Regions from separate parts of the Anas platyrhynchos genome. Here region 1 is linked to region 2. Evidence: chromatin contacts called from public Hi-C data. All regions are on one chromosome and are shown on one strand. The core of a region is the stretch at or near the end of the contact, and the rest is flanking DNA. Distances in the headings are between cores, read along the strand shown.

Region 1 (5,569 bases), core at 1,131-3,630, 48 kb before region 2:
ACCCAAGCAGAACACTACTGGATCCACATGCTAAATTTACAGGGCATATCCCTCTAGTGGTGTAAACTGACATGACTCGATTAACTGATCCGCTAGTTTTCACTTAGGCCATGAGGTTTAGGGTGACACAAAACAGTGTGGAAAGAGGATCCTTTGCCATGTGCAACCAGGAGGAGCCACGGGAAATTACTCCACTGGCATGTGAGGTAAATTTTTAGTGATACTGAAAATAAGGACTTTGTGAGCTCCGTGTTAGTTTCTTTACTTGTTACTTCAAAAATGAGATATTCCCTCGGTGTGTCTTACAGATTAGACAAAGAAAATATAACACCTGGACACAAGTAGGTTTGACTATCTAGTTAGAGAAAACGCATTTAGATGCAAATAACCTCAGGCTGTCACATTATATCCAGTGTGGCAATCTACACTACAAAGCATAGCTAAGCATTACAGAGGAAAAGTACTGCTTTTAATATGTATTATCGTAGCAGCTGAGACAGTGAAAGTCGTGTTTGTAGAAAATGGATTTACCTTTAAAAAACAGTTTTAGAAAGAAAAGCATGTATTATAATGGTTCGTGGCTGTCTCTTAAATGCTATCCTTCTTTGAGTGCAATAACTGAAAGGTTTGCCAGAGTTCAAAAGCAGAGATCCAAACCACAGAGTAAGTCAGAAATAAACGTTTATTAAAATGGAGAATACTACCGAAACACATCAAACAAGTAAAAATTTCCCAATGATTCAAATTAAGTGCTAGCTATACATTTGAGCTTATCTTTCTCTCTCTTACCTAGAAAAAAATAGAAAGAATAACAATCCATGTAGTTATTGCCCACCCCATAAAATCTTTCATTAATTTATCCTCCTAGTTATACAGCTAGTTTTGTGTCTGTCTTTCTTTTTCCTATTGCAATTACAAACCTTGTCATGTCCGGCATGCATATTAGATGAGAACAGAAACAAACATCAATATTTTAAATTATTTAAAACCAATTGTAACTGAATATGGTACATATTGTTTGTTCCCATTTTGTGCTCCTGCTGTGTCAGGGGGATATTTCTTTCTTCAGTTTCTGAACTGTAATTTCAAACTTTGAGTTATTTTCCTGTTAAGAGTTTTTAATCTTAATATGGTTAACCATGATAAGAAAAGATAGATCAGAGCCCTAGCAACTTCCTTACTATAAGAAACGAACATTCAAAAGTCCAAAAAGCTACTGTGCAGCAACCAGACTAGATTCCTCCTCAAAATTCACAACCAGTTTTTGCTTTTGAAACGGCTTGCTGCTCTTCCAGACCTCAATCTCAAAAGTCTGAATATGGGGAAGATAATCTGGTTCTGAAAAAAGAAAAAGACAGGTCTGCATAAAAAAAATGCACAGCGATTTTGATGATGTTTTGACAGTCTAAATATTTTATTATTGCAAACAGTAAGATTAATTTTGCTTTGAATGCTTTATATCATTACAGAAAATGTTAAACGCGTTTCTGCATGATGTTGAAAGCACTTGGATACATGTTGAACCGAAGAAGGGAGGTTACTCTTCAGGACAGATGCATGTATTGTGGAGCACTTGCATTTACACTAGGAAAGGTCAGTATTTAGACCGGAGGGTTTTTTTAGCTCACGGAAGGGGAAGCGAGAAGAAATAAAACGTGGCAAAAGGAGTTTGTGTGTTTTTATAGAATAAATTGTACTGACCAGTAGGTGTAACAACTGGGTAGATCACTCAAGGTCTGCCTGAAGCTTCTCGTTACATCTTGGGACCTTTCCCTGAAACACAAAAAGCACGCAGCGTTATCAGGCCTTCAGTTTTGCGTTTTTTTCCCCCCCCATTTCAAGACTTTCTCTTTTTAGCTTGCATTTGCCTTTGGAAATGAACTCTGCATATTCACTTCGCATATTCCTGGTGTAAGTATAGTACACGTAGTAAGAGCGAGGAACTAAATAAAGGCATCAGCTGAGAGAAAACCCCCGTGTAGTAGGCAGCGCTATAAAAAACCTCTCTGCCTCCTTCCTCCCGGCCCACGACTACGAGAAGCGCTCTCCTGTTCGTTTAAAAACAAGACACCAGCACATGACGAGCCTTTATTTTTTATAATAAAGAAGAAAACGGGGGGAAAACCACCTTTATGTCACCACAGTGACCCTGCGGGGGATGTCTGGGACTCAGAGGGGGGTGAGGAGGGAGCAGCGCAGTGAGGCCATGTCGCTGCCTGCGCCCAGCCGCCCTTTTCCCCTCAGCATTTCCCCAAATTTCCCTTTTCCACCCCAAAATTTGCCTCGCCGCCACGCTTCCCCCCTCAGAGGGCGGCTCGGCAGGCCGGTCGCCATGACAACTCCCCATTTTTCTCCCCCCTTTTTTTTTTAATTCTCGCTCCCCCCCCCCCCCCCTTCCAGCTCCGCCTTCGGCCGGGCGGGCCCAGCGGCGGCTCCCGCCCTCCAGCCGCCTTGCTCCGGGCCCTGGCCACCTTCCTTCCCCTCTTTTCCTTCCCTTCTTTTCCTTCCCTTCTCCTTTCCCCGGCTCCTCTGTGGCCTGGAGCGGTCACCGCCATGGCCCCGGCCGCTGACCGGGAGGGTTATTGGGGCCCCCCGACCTCCACCCTGGAGTGGTGCGAGGAGAACTACGCCGTCTCCTACTACATCGCCGAGTTCTGTGAGTGGCCGCCGACCCCAGCCCCGGCTTTTTCACCCTCTTATTCCCCCTCTCCTCTATCCCCACGGGTGTTTTGAGGGGTCCTCGCCCCACTCACGAAGCCCCGCTGAAGGGATTTCTCTCCCCCCCCCCCATCTTCCTCCATAGCCCCTTTAGATGGCGGGGTAGCGGTGGCCGGAGGCCCCTCAGCCAGCCGTGCTGTGTGGAAGCAGGGATTTTTTCTCTTTTCCTGACCCTTTTGCCTCAAAATATCCGTCTGAATGGTTCCTCCCACAGCTCACTGTGGTGTTTGGGCACCCGCTGTCCCAAAACTCTCCCCTTAGGCTGCGCCCCGAGCAGCGGTGGGGCAGGAGGAGGGGGAGACATCTTAGGGGTGAGGTGGGTGTTGGGGGGCTTGGTGCTGGAATAAAGTTGGTTTTACAGCACAGACCCATTTCTAGAGGGTTCCCTCTTTGGGAAATAACTCGGGGCACCGTGCCATGAGGCCACACAGCTCTGCAGGATGACACCGAAATAGTTTGGGGAGGTAGAAGGTGTCCTTGTAGCCGACAGGCGCCTTGCTCTCCACCAGTTCCTCAGGGCTGCTTTTGCTGCAGGTGGTGGGCCTTACCTGTTACAACAGCCCTGAGGAACCTCAGGAGTCCTTCAGTTTGTTGTTTTGACCTCAAACTTATGTTATGCAGGGCAGTCAGGGATTTATATGTGCGTGTATAAGCGTGCTTTAGAGAAAGAAGGAGGTTCTTCAACTCCAGGGTCATCCATCAGGGCTGCATGGCTCTTGAGACGCGGTATGTTGCGTTAGTGGGTAAGGGGTCAAGCCCTCTGTCACTGATATTTTGCCAAAAAATGCAGTGTTTTTGTGTCTTGTGACTTTAAAGGGTGTAGTAATTGTAGCACTACCACCAGGAGTTGTAGTGCTGCCACCAGGCAGACTCCCTGCCCTGCAAAACAAACCCTTCACACCTATATGGTAAGAGGCTGCTTTTGAAGCATTAAGATCCTAGGAAAAAAAATATTAAACAGGCTCTCCTCTCCTGAAGTGCTTGGAGCAGGCAATCCGAGAATGCCTCTCACATAGCTGGGATGCTTCTGCAGTGCTTTGGAAGAGCTTGGCAGGCAGGGGAGGGAAGGCTCTGGGACTCCTGGTGACAAACGCAGGGGTGAGGAACCACCAGAAATAGTTGTGAAAGAGGTTGCAGAGTGTGGGAATGGGAAAAGAGTGAAAAACGCTAGCACAAACGACATAGAAACTCAGGGGGGGAAAGGGAAGTTGGCGCGTAGTTTTATGGCTGCTCAAGAGGGAACTTCATACGCTAAAATGGGACAAAGTGGGAAGTTCTTAAATAGACTGATGCTTTTGCAGAGTATGTATTTTTGTGTTTTCCTTGTGGTGAAAAGTAGCCTGTGAGATAATCTGCATAGGGAAGAGGAAGTGCTGCTCCTTCACCCATGCGAGGATAAATTTGACTAGCATGTAAATTTGGAAATAATCTCCTGGCTGTCGGATGCGTGAACTGGTATTTTTCATCCGCTTCTGGATTATGCAGGAGAAAGAAGGTGGGATTAATGGTGGGAAGTGGAAAGGTGTGTGTTTGGAAGAAAAAGGGACCAATTATAGAAGGTCTGGTCCCTCCTGATGGTGTTAGTGTTTGGGACCACATTTTTTTTCAGCACAATTGTGCTGAAACAACTGCATATAAGAGCTGTGCTAAACTTAGAGCATTTAAATGGACCAAATTTAAAAGGCAGAACAGTAAATAAACCAGCCGTATTTTAGGGCTGGCTTAACAGCGGATGATGTCAGTGGAGAAGTCACAATGGTTTAGATCTTATTCAGCAATAATTCTGTAGCTGCACTGTGAGGGTCAGAGGAAATACGTGTTTGTTTTTTGAGGATGTGGATTCACTGTAATTAAATTAAGCCTTAGCCAGCAAAAGTGGGTTGGCAACGTGTCTTTTGTAAAGCAGCTGAAGGGTCTTTCCCAACTGATTCTGAAATACGTAATTTGAAGCTAATTATTTTAGAAGATCAGAGAGATGCTGTCCTGAAGTCTCGATGCTTCAACAGAAGAGCTGAGAGTATATTTGGGGTCTCTGTGACCCAACTGCCTTTTGTCAGTTGCTGTGCCTTTATGGCTTCATTGCTTTTAGCAAAAACTCAAATTCAGAGAGTAAACAAACCAGAAAGTACAAAAATATTTTTCTTATCTCGCTCAAAGTTCTCGTTGTGGTAATTCTTGATCTTGCTGTTGAAGATACTGCTTTAAAAACGTGCAGCTTGTGTTACTTACCTTCCAGAATAGTGAAAATCAGTTTCTGACCTCTTGCTGTCTTGATATGACCCAGTTGAGTTGGTGGCATACTTAAAATTTTTGCTTTGAATGCTTGTTGTAAATAATTTATAACAATAATCTATAAGAAATTATTGGAGGCCCAAAGCTTGAAGGGTACTGGTAGTTCCAGAACAAATACTGTGTTTTCTTTAGATCTTCTTTAGATCTCTAAAGTGTGCTGAAGAGTCAAACTGAAAGCTTGGTTAGCAAATTAAGTCTATGTGGTATTTAACATTTTGTACCAAAATTACTACGCTGTGTTCCAGAAGCCTACGTGCTGTTCTTTGCCATTCACTCCTTCAAGAATTACTAAATGGTGGCAGCTAATCGGTTGTGTGTAACCAGAGATGTGAAGGTGAGGTAACGTGGGGCAGCATTGTTTCTATAGCACTTCATATTTGCGTTCTCTCCAAACACAATGACTTATATTTACAGTCTTTTTTTTTTTTTTTTTTTTTAGTAACAAAAAAAATGCGTTTTCTTGCCTTGGGTCTGCACTTTGCCAATTTTCCTGCCTCGTGGAGGAGGATGACTAACTGCTCCGTGTCCTTCCTTAGGATATTAAAGAGGTTGAAATGGA
Region 2 (5,680 bases), core at 2,731-5,230:
CAACTTAGTTCTTTCCCTTTCTTTCTCTGTCTCCATTTAGCCTCTTCCCAAGTAGCTCATGCCTCAGAACTGTTCAAAATACAGAGCATGTTGGCAGAGTGTTTCAGATTCTCCACTTTCATTGCTTCCTCACTAAACACCCGTTCTGTCCCTGTTTTCTAATAAACCACAGATGGCCAAGCTAAGCCCCTGTGGAGCTGGAGAACAGAGGGAGTGGTTGCCAAAGGCGAAGCAGGGATGTCAGATTCTTCTCTCTGACCTTATCCTCAGCGTTTCTTCCTTATGGACAGTAGTTGATAGGGTTTGGGGGTGGGAAGATGATAGAACTCGTTTGAGGCTGTGGGATGCCATAAATAAGTTCTCCAACACTTCAGTCTGGAGGTAACTGATCGATCAGACCTGAGATTGCTTAGTTTGGAAAAACCAATTGCCTGGCATTTCTTTCTTCCAGGGCACTACGAGAGAAGATGCCTCCTGTCGTGGGAGCCGTGACACAGTTTCATGCATGGTGGCATATTCTCACAGGCCTGGGCTCTTACCTTCACATCCTGCTAAGGTAGGAAATGTTTTCTGAACTGGTTGATCATATTTTAGGAGGTTTTCAAGGTTCATATTTATTTCTACATGTATTGATCAGAAGAGCAGGCAAATAATTTCTTACTTAACCGGTGTGAGCTTTCCTTTCCTTTTTGTAACTGATCTGTAAACTCTGCAGAAGTAATGTATGTTCTTCAAAATATAATCAGCAGTCTTTAAATAGCCGTGATTCTTCAGGAAAATGCAATTGACAAATGGGAACTCTAGCAGTTAAACTGCGAAAGGATTTGACAATATATTTCAGAAATAAAAGCTATTAATATCTTTCTGTTCTTCTGCAGCAATCCTCAAGTGTTTAAATAAGGTTTAATTTTAGAAATGTAACTCGTCTTTCTGATAAGCACTGTCACTCCCGAAAACAAGCAGGCATCATGCTGTAGTGCAGAGGGGGTGACAGCTGGAGTGGTTGGAGCAGAGCTCTTCCCAGAAGTGCAGGATGTTAGCTGTAGAAGAAATCTTCAAATGTTTAAGAGCCTAAATTAGCAAGTCTGCAGCCAGCAGATTTTTGTCTTTTTTTTTTTTTTGCTCTATACCACCATCTACTGGAAGCAAGAATGAGAGCAGAATGCAAGAGGGAATCTGAAGGATGTGTGTAGTATGTTCAATATCTAAATAATTTTTTACCACTTAACTGTAAGAGAATCTCTAGCAGGTACATTCTACATAGTTGAGAAAACGTGATCACATAGTTTGAACACCATAGCCAAAGTTTTCCCAGCGTGCTGCACAGAGAAACAATTTGTTTTCTCTTTCCTTGGGGAACGCACAGATGCCTGATGTCTGTGCCAACCCAAGGAACCGTGTGCTATCTCTGCAATCATTTCCCTGGTGTTTTCTCAGCCACACTGTGGCATTGCTTATGTACCTGGGGAAACATCCATGTAAAAAGTGAGGTCAGGCTCAGGTCTGCTGAGAAAAAGAGGATAGGTCAGAACAGAAATGAGATACAGAACCCAGCCATGCTTTTTTATTATTATTTTTGATATCTGCTATATTTTGTGATGCACTGATGAAATTACACCCTTCCAAACTGACAGGCTCTAACCCCTATTCAGTCTTTTTTTTTTTTTTTTTTTTTAGCAGAGAGAATTTACTTCTCTGGTTTCTCTCCGACTAGACACATACGTGGTAGTATAGGTCAGTTTCTAATAGAAATGTAGCACAGTGGGATTCACCGTAGGCTAATACCCCCTATTTTGCATAAACTTAGGCAGAATGGGTAGTTCTGCAGTCCCAGAGGCAATTATTTTCTAGCTGGAAAATAAAACCGGGATCGGGACATAATTATTACTTTGTATGCTGTTTTATGCATCGAATTTCAAGCACACTCTCCTTCTTTCCCTCAGTTTATACACAAGGACACTTTTCCTGAAACACAGGCCAAAGGTGAAGGTAAGCAACCAGTGTTTTGTGTCTGTTCATGAGCTGCAGCATTCAGGTGTCTTGGGCCTGAACATGCGCTGAGGCTTGCTTTTTGTGCCTCTTTAGGGTATTGTCTTCAATTTCTAGTTGCATTCCGAGAAAAGCAGCTAAAATATTGTTAACAGTTGGCTTTCTGTTCTGGGAGAGGTGGTATTCCAAGAAATCTTTCCACTTTGTGTTTTTCTTTTAACAGTTTCTGTTCGGGATATGGCCTGTTCTTCTCGTGGAGCCACCCAAGAAGCTCTGACCGAGGCCCAGGCAGCCCCACGCGACCACCTGAATAAAGCGATTCAACAATTGCCATGGCTGGATTGTCAAAATCATGGATCTGTTCGAGTATCGTTGCTATCAAAGGACTTCTCGGTGTTACTAGGCCTGCCAGCCAGAGCAGAGCAAGGAGCTGGCACGCTAGGGAGATAACGTTTAGTACAGCTTTATTCTAAGTTGTTAAAGTTTAAGACACAATATTTTTCTGTATATATTGTATAGCTGATGATACTGAGCTAATATTTCGTGCTGGTCACAGAAAACTAACCATTTTTGGAGTGGGTTGAGTAAGTTTTTCATTCAGTTGTTGTTCTTTCTGTGGTTTAAACTAATATTAGTAACTGAATGATAAAAAAAAGAAACAAACAGGTCATTGATGGCCAAGCTAAGTATCTGTGTGGCCTATAGTGAGCTGAATGCTTAACCTGAACTACTTTAATCTTGCACTTTTATACAATTAATGAAGTCTGTAATGGTTAATTTCTGGCTTTATTCTAGCCTTGCTTCTCCACAGCCTCCTTTGCTGTTTAAGTTTTAAGCAGAAAAGGTTGGGATACATGTGCCATTTAGGTAATTTTGTACCAAGTTTCCATTTTCTCTTTAGTCCAGCTGGGGTGCATCCTGGAGGATGTTCCAGGGTGTGACCAGGAGAAGACATTTACAGTGGTGAAGCATTATAAGGGTTCTTGTTTGTGTATGGGAACAGAAATCCTGTTTTGTTTGACCAGTGATCCATCAGGAGACTGCAGGATGACTGTATAACCACAAGAAACACTTTTTAAAACGTTTCATTATTTACATGCCTTCCTTTTCTCTCCCTGCTTTTCATTCCCTGTGTTCCGTTCTTAGTACAGGTTGACAAGCACCACATATGTGTGCTAGATCAGCTTTGAATTCATGCCTTTCCTATTTAACGAGTCTTAAATATTGGTCTGACTTTCAGAATCATCTTCGTATTCAGAAATAATGAAGAAAGAGTTAAAGAACAAGATTTACATTGAGGAACTCCCAAAATATAATTGGCAGTATTTTGATTGCTTGCTCTTAATCTTTCCAGCACACTTTTTTTTTTTTTTTTGAAGTTGAATACTTTTTTTAAACCAACCTTTGGCTCTTAATCGGGTACAAACCCTCTGATTTCTGCAGCTCTTATCTACTTAGCTGATCAAAGTTCATCAGTAAGCATAAAGAAAACATGGAACTAACAGTTTTTCGAAATATACCTCATATTGGAGGCTCTTGTTTTGTCTCCCCAGATCTTGGGGCGACGACTGGAGTTTGTCTCCAGGCCTCCTGGCTGCCATGCTATGCAATTTCTGATGCTCTGAGGGATTTGTCCTTCTTGCCGTGAAGGAAAAAGGGAAATGCTCGGACTGATTGGAACTCCTGTTAGGTATTGATGTAAAACCTGCACGCAGCAGCAAGGCATGGCTCGGTAGCTATAAAGCTGTCTCCAGGATCACAAAATTCTGGCTAATGTAAGCTTCCTTGCTCTGACTAGTGGAAGAAGTGAGACCGAAATCTGTGTTGTACAATCAGTGATAACTAAAATAGTCTTTTCCCTTTATTTTTTTTCCTGCTTGTGACTTAGCTGCATCCTCAGTGTCCATCAGTAGCACCTCTGCTGGCGCACGTCTCCAAACAAAGCCATTGCTTTTAGTTCTGGTGACTGGCCCTGAACTCCTGGGATCATGCAGACCCAAACTCAGGGCTGGAACAAGACCTTGAATGGCTTCAGCAAGGTTTAAGCACATGCTGAAAGCAGTATATTTGCAACCTGTAATCAGCAAACCACTATAAAATTCTTGAAATTTTCAAACAAATCTGTTGTCAGTAGGCTCCAGTTCGGGGTCTTCAAACCAAAAGGTTCGAAGAACAACTAGCACAGAGGGAGGAAAATGCTGGTTTGGACCAGGTGTCTGTAATTACCCAGCAGGCTTTTTTTTTGTTGTAAAGAGATTTGAGAGCCATTTCTAAAACGTAGCTTAAAAATAAGTGCCTGCCTATTCACCTCCAGGCTCTTTCAAGCGTGTTTCTGCACCCTGTATCTTATTTTCTTGTTTAGTATGTTTACATGCTCCCATAAATTAGGGAAAACATCCTGTAAAAGGAGCGGTGCAGCAACTAGATGCATCAGCAATCACAAGTGACGTCTGCTCGACGTGGTATTATTTTTAAGGCAACGAACAAAACCTGTATTTTATTGCCCTTAGTTTTGTTTCTGGAGGATCTGGGGGGCTCTGCTTTTAACTTTTTCATAACTGCAGAAGTCAGTCTTCTAAAAAGCCACTTTCTTAGTGATGAGGCATCTCTCTAATGGCATATTTTAAAGAAATTTGTGGATTCTCCCACACGCTTGGAACAAGGAAGTATACAGTGTTTTTTTTTCTGGTCCTGTTGAATTGTTAGGATTAAAAAAAAAAAAAAGAATAAATGGAAAAGCTCTTAATTTTATGCTGCTGTTAGCTTTTCATTCAGATATCCTTTGTCATGGATGGTTTTTATCTTAAAAGCTTGTGCAAATTGTGTTCTTCTTTCATTCCAAATGACCGAGGGCCACCCCCTCCCAGTAGCCTTTCTTTCAGGTTCTGTTAGACCCTGAAGAATGTAATTTATATGCATATCCTTCTGAGCATAAGTAATCTAAAATTATGGGTGCTTTGGGTTGACTGCCTTATTGTGATGTTGAAAACGGCAAGCCAGTTCTAGCTTCGTGTCACTGCAACTCAGAATAACTTTTCTAGTGCCTGGAAAGACAGAAGTCTTCGCGACTGTCACCTGTTAGATGTCTGTTAGGCTGCTTTTTATTTCCATCACTTGTATTACGTGCTGAGTTTTTTTTTTTCCCTACAGTCTTAAGAGCAGCATATCCCAAACTTTTCTTGCACTACAACTTAAAAGGTGGGTCAGCTTTGATCCTGGTCTTTTGAGGAGGATTCAGACAGCAGCTACTTTAAAGGGGATTGCAGAAATAGCAGGTGGCTTTAAAATGAATCCTACAGGCGGTGTTGGACAGACGTAATGACAGTGATAAACTCCTCCGTTCTTCAACATCTATGAAGAACCAGGAAATTATCGCCTTGAGACCATCAGCTTGGCACAGATCAGCAGCTGAGAACTTCTTCCTTGCAAGTAGTAGAAAAATGTCAAAATAACTCTCCCAATACAGATCAACTCCATGCTTGATGTCGGGAATCAAGGTTCTCTGGATCCAGCTCTGAAGAGAAGACGTGAGAAAGAGAAATCTGCCACCAGGAGGCATCTTGTCTGCGTTTTGGAGGTGGTTTTTGAAGCTGGCTCGCAGTATTAGTCATCTCCGGACCTCATCCTGTTGCTTTTCCTTTTAGCACAAGGAAGTTGTGCTACCAGCAAGTGTTTCGAAGACTACCCCGTA

What was found. A called contact is a pair of places that touch in the nucleus more often than the background predicts.
Region 1: a contact with region 2 is called in a Hi-C map of F1 follicle, with 3 times the contacts expected there. The contact joins the promoter of ACER3 here to the enhancer-like site in region 2. A contact is called at or near these places in 3 of 8 Hi-C or Micro-C datasets (F1 follicle, F5 follicle and liver).

Annotation. Positions count from the first base shown.
Region 1 is chr1:204,315,672-204,321,240 of IASCAAS_PekinDuck_T2T, reverse strand. ACER3 (alkaline ceramidase 3) reads left to right here and starts at 2,380. Exons shown (of 11, transcript XM_005024097.6): 1 at 2,380-2,656. The coding sequence starts at 2,554. It overlaps LOC106018451 (a long non-coding RNA gene), which reads right to left and starts at 3,120. Exons shown (of 4, transcript XR_011806584.1): 1 at 2,891-3,120; 2 at 1,869-2,048; 3 at 1,702-1,773; 4 at 664-1,338.
Region 2 is chr1:204,269,646-204,275,325 of IASCAAS_PekinDuck_T2T, reverse strand. It overlaps ACER3 (alkaline ceramidase 3), which reads left to right. Exons shown (of 11, transcript XM_005024097.6): 9 at 452-556; 10 at 1,944-1,989; 11 at 2,213-4,740. The coding sequence ends at 2,266. Among named protein-coding and RNA genes, the nearest start is that of CAPN5, 17 kb to the right of the region's middle. Within about 2 kb of position 3,980, at least 2 of the 8 cell types and tissues checked have an H3K27ac peak or open chromatin away from gene starts, as enhancers often do. A contact at or near this core is called in F1 follicle and F5 follicle, where this site is marked.